3 separate regions of the Mus musculus genome follow, and regions 2 and 3 are each linked to region 1. Evidence: chromatin contacts called from public Hi-C and promoter capture Hi-C data. All regions are on one chromosome and are shown on one strand. The core of a region is the stretch at or near the end of the contact, and the rest is flanking DNA. Distances in the headings are between cores, read along the strand shown. Region 1 holds the start of Tbx20 (T-box 20). Region 2 holds the start of Barx2 (BarH-like homeobox 2). Region 3 holds the start of Fli1 (Friend leukemia integration 1).

Region 1 (2,700 bases), core at 54-2,553:
TTGCTTTTATACAACTCTCGTGTGCTCAAGACACCCTCACCGCTCATCTCTCTTTAATCTGTGCCTAGTTTCCTCTGTAAAGAAAACAGTTTTTATAGAGACAGTGTTAAATTTCGAGGAATTTGGGGAGGCCTTGCCAGTCTCAATTGAAAATCGCAAGTATAAAATGGGGGTTCCTGACCAAAAAAAAAAAAAAAAAAAAAAGCCGGCTCTTGCGTGGAAAAACCGGCCTATTTTATAGTCCTTTTCAGACATATTAAGACTGTTAATTGTGATAGAAAAATTAAACTGGCTTCTTGTGAAGTCTCAGAGTCTTTGATTCCAAGCGCAGGCTTGGGTGTTATATACCACCGTGGATCCCGAATCTTAACCCTTACTTGTCCTTGAATTTGTTTTCATTCAAACAAACAAATTTGTACAGCATTCATACTATCTAAGTGATGTCGAGATTCCAAGAAACTGGGGAAAGCGAATACAAACACAAGCCGGTAGTGAGAATTCACTACCTTTAATTGATGGTGAAGCCTCCAAAGAAAACTTGAGAGGAAAAGAAAAAAAAAAAGTCTTTCTCCCAGGACCGAATTCTGGTCCATACTCTGAGACTTAGCAGTAGATCCAGACGGTAGAAAAAGCCACCTTTGCTTCCCGCGGAGCAAACTGCCCGCACCCGGGAAACAGATTAGCAGGGCCCATACTGACTGCCTAGTACCCCGACTTACCCAGGGGTTTGATGGTGTTCTCTGCTGCCTCCTTCTCCTTGGGGCCGCCGCTGGACATAAGCGCGGCGATGGAGAAGGCATTGGCTCGAGAGGAGAGCTGGGGCTTGGGCGACGCCGTGAACTCCATGGTTCCCAGCGTGCGGTCCTGCTCAGGAACCTGGACTGACAAACCACAGTCCAGCTTCCCCAAAGGGAGACAAAGACCCGAAACTGCAGCTCAAAGTTCCAGAGAGCAAGCAAAGCGGAACTGGGGACCCCCCCGAAGCGTCCGTTCCCAGGTTTTGATGGCCTCTCCAGTCCACTAGAGCAAAGCAGGGGAGCCGCAGAGACTTCGAACCAGCAGGAAAGCAGGGTGGGGACCAGCCGGGAACTCAAAACTGTAAGCCCACTGCGCAAAACGCGGGGTCCCCAGCACCCACGCCGAGTTCTCCCTCCCTTCCCTCCTTGGGTCCGCTGAGTGGCCCAAGTCCGAGGAGGTGACGATCGGCGTGGGACTCTAGAGGGTGCGGAAACCAGGGAGTCGGATCTCCTCTCTGCAGAGCGCAGCAAGGCGCGACCTAAACTGTGCCTAGGCGCCTGCTGCCTCGCGCCTTAATTTGCTGGCGGTGGCCATCCCTGCGGGCAGCAGCCAGTCAGCGTGGTCTCACGTCACTGCTTCCAGACTGTGCGGAGTGGGGCGGGGCCGAGCGGCGCAGGGAGAGAGCGCCTAGGGCACTGCGCCCTCCTGCCTCTGCGCTCCCGGTGGAGAGCCGGAGAAGACGCACAGTGAACAGGGTGGCGGAGCTAGCCGGACCGCCTCCGCCCAGAGTCTCAGATCCCGCAGGAGGGAAGCATGCGCTGTCTAGAGAGGCACTTTCACTGCTACCCAGAAACAGGCATTTGCGTTGCTCTGGACTGAATGTCACCAAAGGAAGTCCTACTGAGTTCCGCATTTTCTACCTTTCCTACTGGAGCTCCCAAATAGTTGAGAAGGGCCCAGTAGAGCAAATTCCTCATCGCTGAGCGGCATTAACCTGGTGACGCAGCACAGTGCCTAGTGCTAGGTCCCCTACTTGACAGTCCCCAAGTTATGTCTCTTTTCACAGAGAGCTGGAGAGGCAGGGCTCTGGGAAAGAATGCTGAGCTGCAGGGTGCCTGTAGGAAGGATACTTTGTTTTGATTTTTTGTTTGTTTTTGTTGATTTTGTTTTTGGCGAACCTGGCTTTCTGCTGTGTGGTGGTTTGTTTCCCTTCTAGTCTGGGTTTTCTATTCTGGAGACTCTGAAAGTAGGGAAGTGGCCTGAAGCAAGGAGGGGGGGTCAGGACTTGGAGCTCTAAGGGGACCATGCGATGCATAGTGACTTTCTGGCTCCTCCCCCGCCCCCCCCCCACACGGAACCATCTATCTGCCTTGCAGACGCAGACTGGGCTAAGGACTTCCCACAGCCTTGTGGAGGGAGTCCTGTTGGCCTTGCTCAGTCTAAATAATTCGAATTCTCCAAATTCGCGGGGTAATCCGCTTCACTCTCAACCATGTAAACTCTAGAGGACACACACACTCAAGCTATACTTGTAAATATTTGCTCTCCTTTCCAGCCAGTTGATCTGGCGATTAGGAACCTCTTGGTAGGTCTTAAGGGGGTAGGGGAGGGGTGGGGTGAAGAACATAAAAAGAAAGACATACCCTGTCTCCCATTGCATCCTCTTCACAGCTCCCGAAACATAGTTATGGGCGAAATCGAGAGCCAGAATAACTATGAAGAACATCCCGTGTAAACAGAATGTTGGCATCTGAGGAAGTTCTGATTTAGACTGGCCTGGCCATCCTGTCTATGTTTGCTCGTTTCAGCATTTGGGTTGTAATGTGTCAATGTTGAGGGAAATTAGAAATTAGTAAAACTGCAGACTTTTCATACTAGAAGGTTTTTTTTTTTTTTCCTTGTCTGGACCAACTACTTTGAAAAGATCGAAGGTGACAAGTTGGCAGAGCAGTGTCTCTTTTT
Region 2 (2,743 bases), core at 99-2,598, 7.1 Mb after region 1:
ACACTTCCATTTTTCCAATTATAATTTCGTGAGTTTGTTTCATGGCAGTCATACAGCAAGCACAGAACCAAAGGCCCAAAGCACTTGTTTGCTCTCAGTGGAAAGCACAGTCAAGAACTTCCTTGAAAATATTTTCAACTGTTTTAGCTCCACCTAACTTTTTTGTAGCCTGATCCCCATCTGCCAGGGAACTTTGAAACCCAGAGCTTCTCTAAATGTACACCCTGTTTTAAATGTCTTTGGATTGATTTCCTACAGATCTACTTTTTCAATGTAATTACTAAATTCTCTGTTTCCTTCCTATTGGTCTAGTTTTTGTGGACAGAGGAAACCAGGTTTGAGGGTTTTTTTTTTTTTAAAAAAACTGTTACTAGTGTTGGTTTTAGTCACTTAAAACAAACAAGGGGTTTATCCTTTCTGCTTGTGTCAAAACTCAGCACAGCCCAAAACTACTTTCCTGAGGGCAATCATTTTAAGTAAAGTTTGATGTAGTCACAAGTTTATTTTGAAGCCCATGAAACCGATTTACCTGTAAAATTACAAAAGAGGCTGGGCAATCTAACTCTAGGTGAAAGATGAGACCACCAAATTAAAGTTGAAACTGACAAGCTCACTGCGTGAAACCGCCTAGGCACTGAATCTGTTCAAGTGTTTGAAGTTTCTCACTAAAACCCCCGGTAGTGCCAGGGAGAAGGACGCTTTCTCCAAGAAGCCAGGACAGTTATGCTACATTGGCGTCTCACTCCAAGGACCACTTGGTCTTAACTCATCTCCCATCCAGGGAGCAGTACCTGCCCAGGCCCGGTTGCAAACGCTTTTGAATGCCCACCACTGGCGGGCGAGTCTGTTCTTGCAAGGACGCAGGAAAAGAATCCTTTGGTCCCTCTGGCTCTCAGGTTGGAAAGCAGAGGCGACCGCACACGGGCAAAAGTACAGCAGCCCACTATATCGCCCAGCGGTTGTCTTACCGGTACAAGAGTGCAGGGGCTTGGGTCGCACCACCAGCGACGGGCACACAGAGTAGAGGGAAAGTTTCTCAAAGTAGTCGCAGGTCTCCTTGGAGAGGATCTCATCGATCATGAAAGTCTTGTAGCGCCGCCTGGCTGCTTTGAGCTGGCCGGGTGAGCTCAGCCTCAGTTCCGCGTGGCAGTGCATGGTGAGCCGGGACCAGAGCCTGGCGACCTGAGCGCGGCGAGCGCCTGGCCGTCCGGGACCGCAGGAGGTGGCTCGCTGGCTGGGGCCTGAGCCCCGCTCCTCGGCAGCCAGAGGGGCGGCGGGGCCCGGGGAGGCGCGCAAAGCAGAGAGGGCACGGGCGCGCCTGCTGCGTCTACACCCACCCGCCGAGCAGCATCTTTGACTACAGCCTTTTTGGGACACCGCAGCTGTCAATCAGCGCGCACTTCCTGCAGGGCCAGGTGCGGAGCGCGAGCCGAGGGGCGTCGGCCGCTACCCCGCCCCTGCGCGCCCGTGCGGCTGGGGTGCTGACCTGCGCACCCCGGGTCCGACCGCTCTTGCCCGCTGCCTCCCGCCGATCCGAGAGTCGAGCGCTCCCCAGGCGGCTCTATTTTAAGACACTCGCTCCGGTTCTCCTTTCCCCCTCCCCCAGCTCCAGGTGTGTGTACGGGTGTGTGCGCGCGCTCGTGTGTGTGTGTGCACGCGCAGGACTGCGGGCGCGCGCCTCCTTCTCCAGGGACTCAGGAGTCTAGCCGCCACTTTTCCGAGTCGCATCGCCCCTCTGTCCTCCCTTAGCGCCAGTCCTGCTAAAGGGGGCACCGCTCCCGCCCCTCCGCCCCCGCAACCCTATAGGCAGCTATGTCCACACCTCTTGCCATAAAGCAGTGGCATCTTCATCCAGAATCGCGAAGCTCCGGGCTCCAGAGCGCGCGCTTTCCGACGACCACCGAGCCTCACTTGTCCCCGCTGGGCCATTTCCCTAAACCACAGTGTCCTCTCTCAACCCAGCCCACAGCTCCGAAGCCCGCGCTGCAGCCGTGCGCTCCCGAGGTGGGGCATTTGCTCCAAGGTTGCAAACTTGATTGCCTCACTACGACCCCAAACTACAAATGAATTTAGCACACTCCGTTATCCCAATTATAAACTAGGGTAGTAATGTGGTGTGTGTGAGTGTGTGTTTAAATTCTGTTCATACAACGGTTTTCTTTTGCCAGAAAGGGCCAAAACAGCGGGATCGCGACGTGCCCGCGGCCCTTCCAAAGTTAGCCCAAATTCTGGCTTTTCCTAGTGCCCAATCCCGCTTTCCATTCCGGGGTATAACACACTTCTGGTATTGGGGGATGGTTTGCCTCTTTCTTCCTAGCGTCCTAATCTCAGAATCTGTTCCTACCAATGTCTGTACGAACTTTGTTCCTAACCACAATCCTTGCGTTAGAGCGTCCGGCCCGCACCTAAGCGCCTAGGACAGCTCCTGCTGTCAGTGACTCTTCCAGCCGGCCGGCCGGCCGTGGGAAACGACCTCCGGGTGCACTCCCAGCCCCCAAGACTGTGCCCCTGAAGTGGTGTGCGCAAGCTGGAAAAGAAACGGACAGCGGGGACACAGAATTTGGGACAAAACAGCCGATGGTGTTTGCCTGACGCTCGCACGGTGCGACTGATCCCGTGGCTACGCGCTCCGAGCATGGTTAGCCGCGGAAGCAAGTCGGGACGCGCACCTGGGCCGGTGGTTAAACTCGCTAAGGAACAAACTTGCTGAACTAATGATTAAACACTTAAAGAAAATAGGCAT
Region 3 (2,700 bases), core at 40-2,539, 7.8 Mb after region 1:
TCCTAAGTCCTCTTAGGCTAGTCACGTTAGGGGGTGTCCCTCGTCTCTGCTCCTGGCCCTACTTCCCCCTTTCGGAGGGAGCACTCGGCCTTTCTGAAGCGTGACAGGGAACCCAGACTCACAGGTCTGCTGGTCTGCACTTTGCAACCTAGACCCAAGCTGGGCCGGCGCGGGTGGCGGGTGGGGGTGGGGGTGCAATCGGCAAGCCCCAGGCCATAGACTCTGAACCAGCCACCGCAGGGGGACAGCTGTTGAAGGAGTTTAATTCTTACTGAGAGGACAGCTCCTGGATCCCTTGCTCTAAAGCAGGCGCACGCACAGTGTGCGGGATCTGAGGCACTGAGGAGCCGGAGAGCAAGGAGATTCCTAACCCGAGGAACTGCGAGGCGGGCCCGTTAGCTCCAGGCAGCCGGCGTCCGCAACTGCCGGGCAGCAGCAGTGAGAAGGGGGGAAGAGAAACCGGTCTGGCTGACAAGTAAACAGGGTCTTCCATCTGGACCCGCCGGCTCAGCCGGATCCTCAGACACCCTCCCTTGCACCCCTTGCCCTCCCGCAACTACTCCTCCAACTCGCTCGGAGGGTCGGGGGACCCCAGCCAGAGGCGAACGCTGCTCCTGCCCGCGCAGATCTCGGCCTCTGGCGTGAGGAAGCTGGCCGCCAGACTAGTGCCTGGCGCCGGGGCCAGGTCGTCTGGGTGCCGGGTGGGAACCGACCCGGCGATCTCCCGCCCGAGACTCTGCTCCGCGCCCCGGGTCCCCAGGTTTCAGCTGCCGGGTCTCGCAGCCCCTTCGGGCGGCACAGTGGGAGCCTGCGGGATTCCACAGTGGCGCAAGGAGTGAGGGGTAGATCGCCCTGGGCGGGAAGGCTGGCCGGCCTCCTCGGAATGGGGGACTCGCCACCCGGAGGAGACCGCGCGAAGCCGGGGCGCGGAAGGAAGGGAGAGCGGCCACGTCTTCCGGGACCCCGGCGCCCAGCCCTCCCGCCGCCCCGGTCGGCCCTCTCCCCGCGCCCACTGCCCAGCCGCTTACCTTAATAGTCCCGTCCATTTGGCCAAGTCTGCAGCCGAGCCCCCCAATATTCCACACATTGACCCGGTTACAGCCTGACCTCGTAGCCCCTTCAGATTAGCCCGGCGCGGCCTCTTTGGCGCCCTGGGCCCTCTCTGAGTGCCCCCTGCGAGCGCCCTGCCCTCGCTCCCCTGTGCACGTTTGTTGTTGTAGCGGATCGAAAAAGAGACAGTTAACCGGATGAAACTTTTTTTCAGCTAATTTTGGGAAGTGACTTCACTTTGCGATCGGGGAGGAAGTCCTATCTCTCTCTCTCTCTCTCTCTCTCTCTCTCTCTCTCTCTCTCTCTCTCTCTCTCTCATCTCGCCCTCTCCACTCTCTGCTCTCTCTTGTCTTCCCTCCCCCACACCCCCTCGTCCTCTCCTCGCCCTGCTTTTCGCATCACTCGCTATATAAATATACGCGGGATGCCCAGTTACATTCATGCACTGCGCACACAGGATACTTGCTCCTGGGAGATAAGAGCTGGCCAGGAACAATGACGGGGTCCACGCCCAGTATCCGCTCCCTGATTCCTGAAGTCTGCAACTCCCCCATCACCTTCCCCCCAAATCCAAAGCCAAACGCCTCTGGCCTCTTTCCTTTCCCTTGGGCCTTTGGCCGAAGGTGGCCCTCCTGACTCATTCACTTTCCGTTTCTTCCCACAGATACATTCATTAATGCTTTTTCCAGCCGGAGTCAAACTTTTTTGGGGATGGGAGGAAGACGGCGGAAGAGTTTGTTAGAACAGGGGATAACCTGGCGATGCTGACCGCCAGGGGAGATTCGGATGCAGATCAAGGCAAACCTACTATTTTTAAAAAGGAAGGAAGGAAGGAAGGAAGGAAGGAAGGAAGGAAGGAAGGAAGGAAGAAAGAAAGAAAGAAAGAAAGAAAGAAAGAAAGAAAGAAAGAAAGAAAGAAAGAAAGAGAGGAGCCGAAGAGAGTTTTTGCATCTAAGCGCTGGTCTCCGGATAGGCTCAAAGCGAATTCTGGGTCCCGCGGACCTGACCTGTCAAGGGCTCAATACCTCAAGCTTTGTTAGCAGAGAGATGCCCATGCTTTGGCGCGCCTCGACTCCGGGCTCCACAGCCCGCTAAGGAGGTAGACCAGCCACAACCTAGGCTTTTTGAGTTAAATTCTCTCACCTATCAGGACCCGACGGCCCAAGTTCTTCAATACCATCGCAGCCCCCAAGGAACTGACACCAGGGCGAGCTTGCCCTCCACACTACGCAGCAGGACCCAGGAGCGCGGCGAGCCGCGGCTCAGCAGAGACCCCACCTTGGATGAGAACGGGCAGTCTAAGGGTCCAAGCTAGGGACTGTCATTCCCAACCAGCGGCGTGGCCCGCTTTACCGGCTCGGTTCTTTCTGCTATCCCCCGCGCCTCCCCTGCTGGACCCAGGAGCTCTCTTGTTAAGGCTTCTCTGGGGTATCGGCGCTGGCGGCCTGACTCCCATCTCCCAGACTTTGAAAACAGGTTACCTTTTTCCACGCTCTTCAGACCACGCTGTGGACTTTCTCACTATTATTTAAGAGTCCTCCCGGGAAAAGAGGGGAAAAATTCCAGAGCAGATCCGAATAAATTGGAAAGGAAAAAAAAATCAAGAGGGTGTCCACGGCGGCAAGAAGGTGACTTATTAATTCTTTATTT

What was found. Promoter capture Hi-C pulls out the DNA fragments that hold promoters and counts their contacts. Hi-C and Micro-C count contacts between places; a contact is called where the count stands out from the background.
Region 2: a contact with region 1 is called in a promoter capture Hi-C map of second pharyngeal arch cranial neural crest. The contact joins the promoter of Barx2 here to the promoter of Tbx20 in region 1. A contact is called at or near these places in 3 of 39 promoter capture datasets (cranial neural crest, frontonasal cranial neural crest and second pharyngeal arch cranial neural crest).
Region 3: a contact with region 1 is called in a Hi-C map of embryonic stem cells, with 9 times the contacts expected there. The contact joins the promoter of Fli1 here to the promoter of Tbx20 in region 1. A contact is called at or near these places in 2 of 39 promoter capture datasets (cranial neural crest and embryonic stem cells), 5 of 484 Hi-C or Micro-C datasets (embryonic stem cells and epiblasts) and 1 of 115 datasets of contacts at active chromatin or transcription factors (embryonic stem cells).

Annotation. Positions count from the first base shown.
Region 1 is chr9:24,773,000-24,775,699 of GRCm38.p6, forward strand. It overlaps Tbx20 (T-box 20), which reads right to left and starts at 1,304. Exons shown (of 8, transcript NM_194263.2): 1 at 720-1,304. The coding sequence starts at 846.
Region 2 is chr9:31,911,937-31,914,679 of GRCm38.p6, forward strand. It overlaps Barx2 (BarH-like homeobox 2), which reads right to left and starts at 1,349. Exons shown (of 4, transcript NM_013800.2): 1 at 969-1,349. The coding sequence starts at 1,155.
Region 3 is chr9:32,540,163-32,542,862 of GRCm38.p6, forward strand. Fli1 (Friend leukemia integration 1) reads right to left here and starts at 1,290. Exons shown (of 9, transcript NM_008026.5): 1 at 1,029-1,290. The coding sequence starts at 1,046.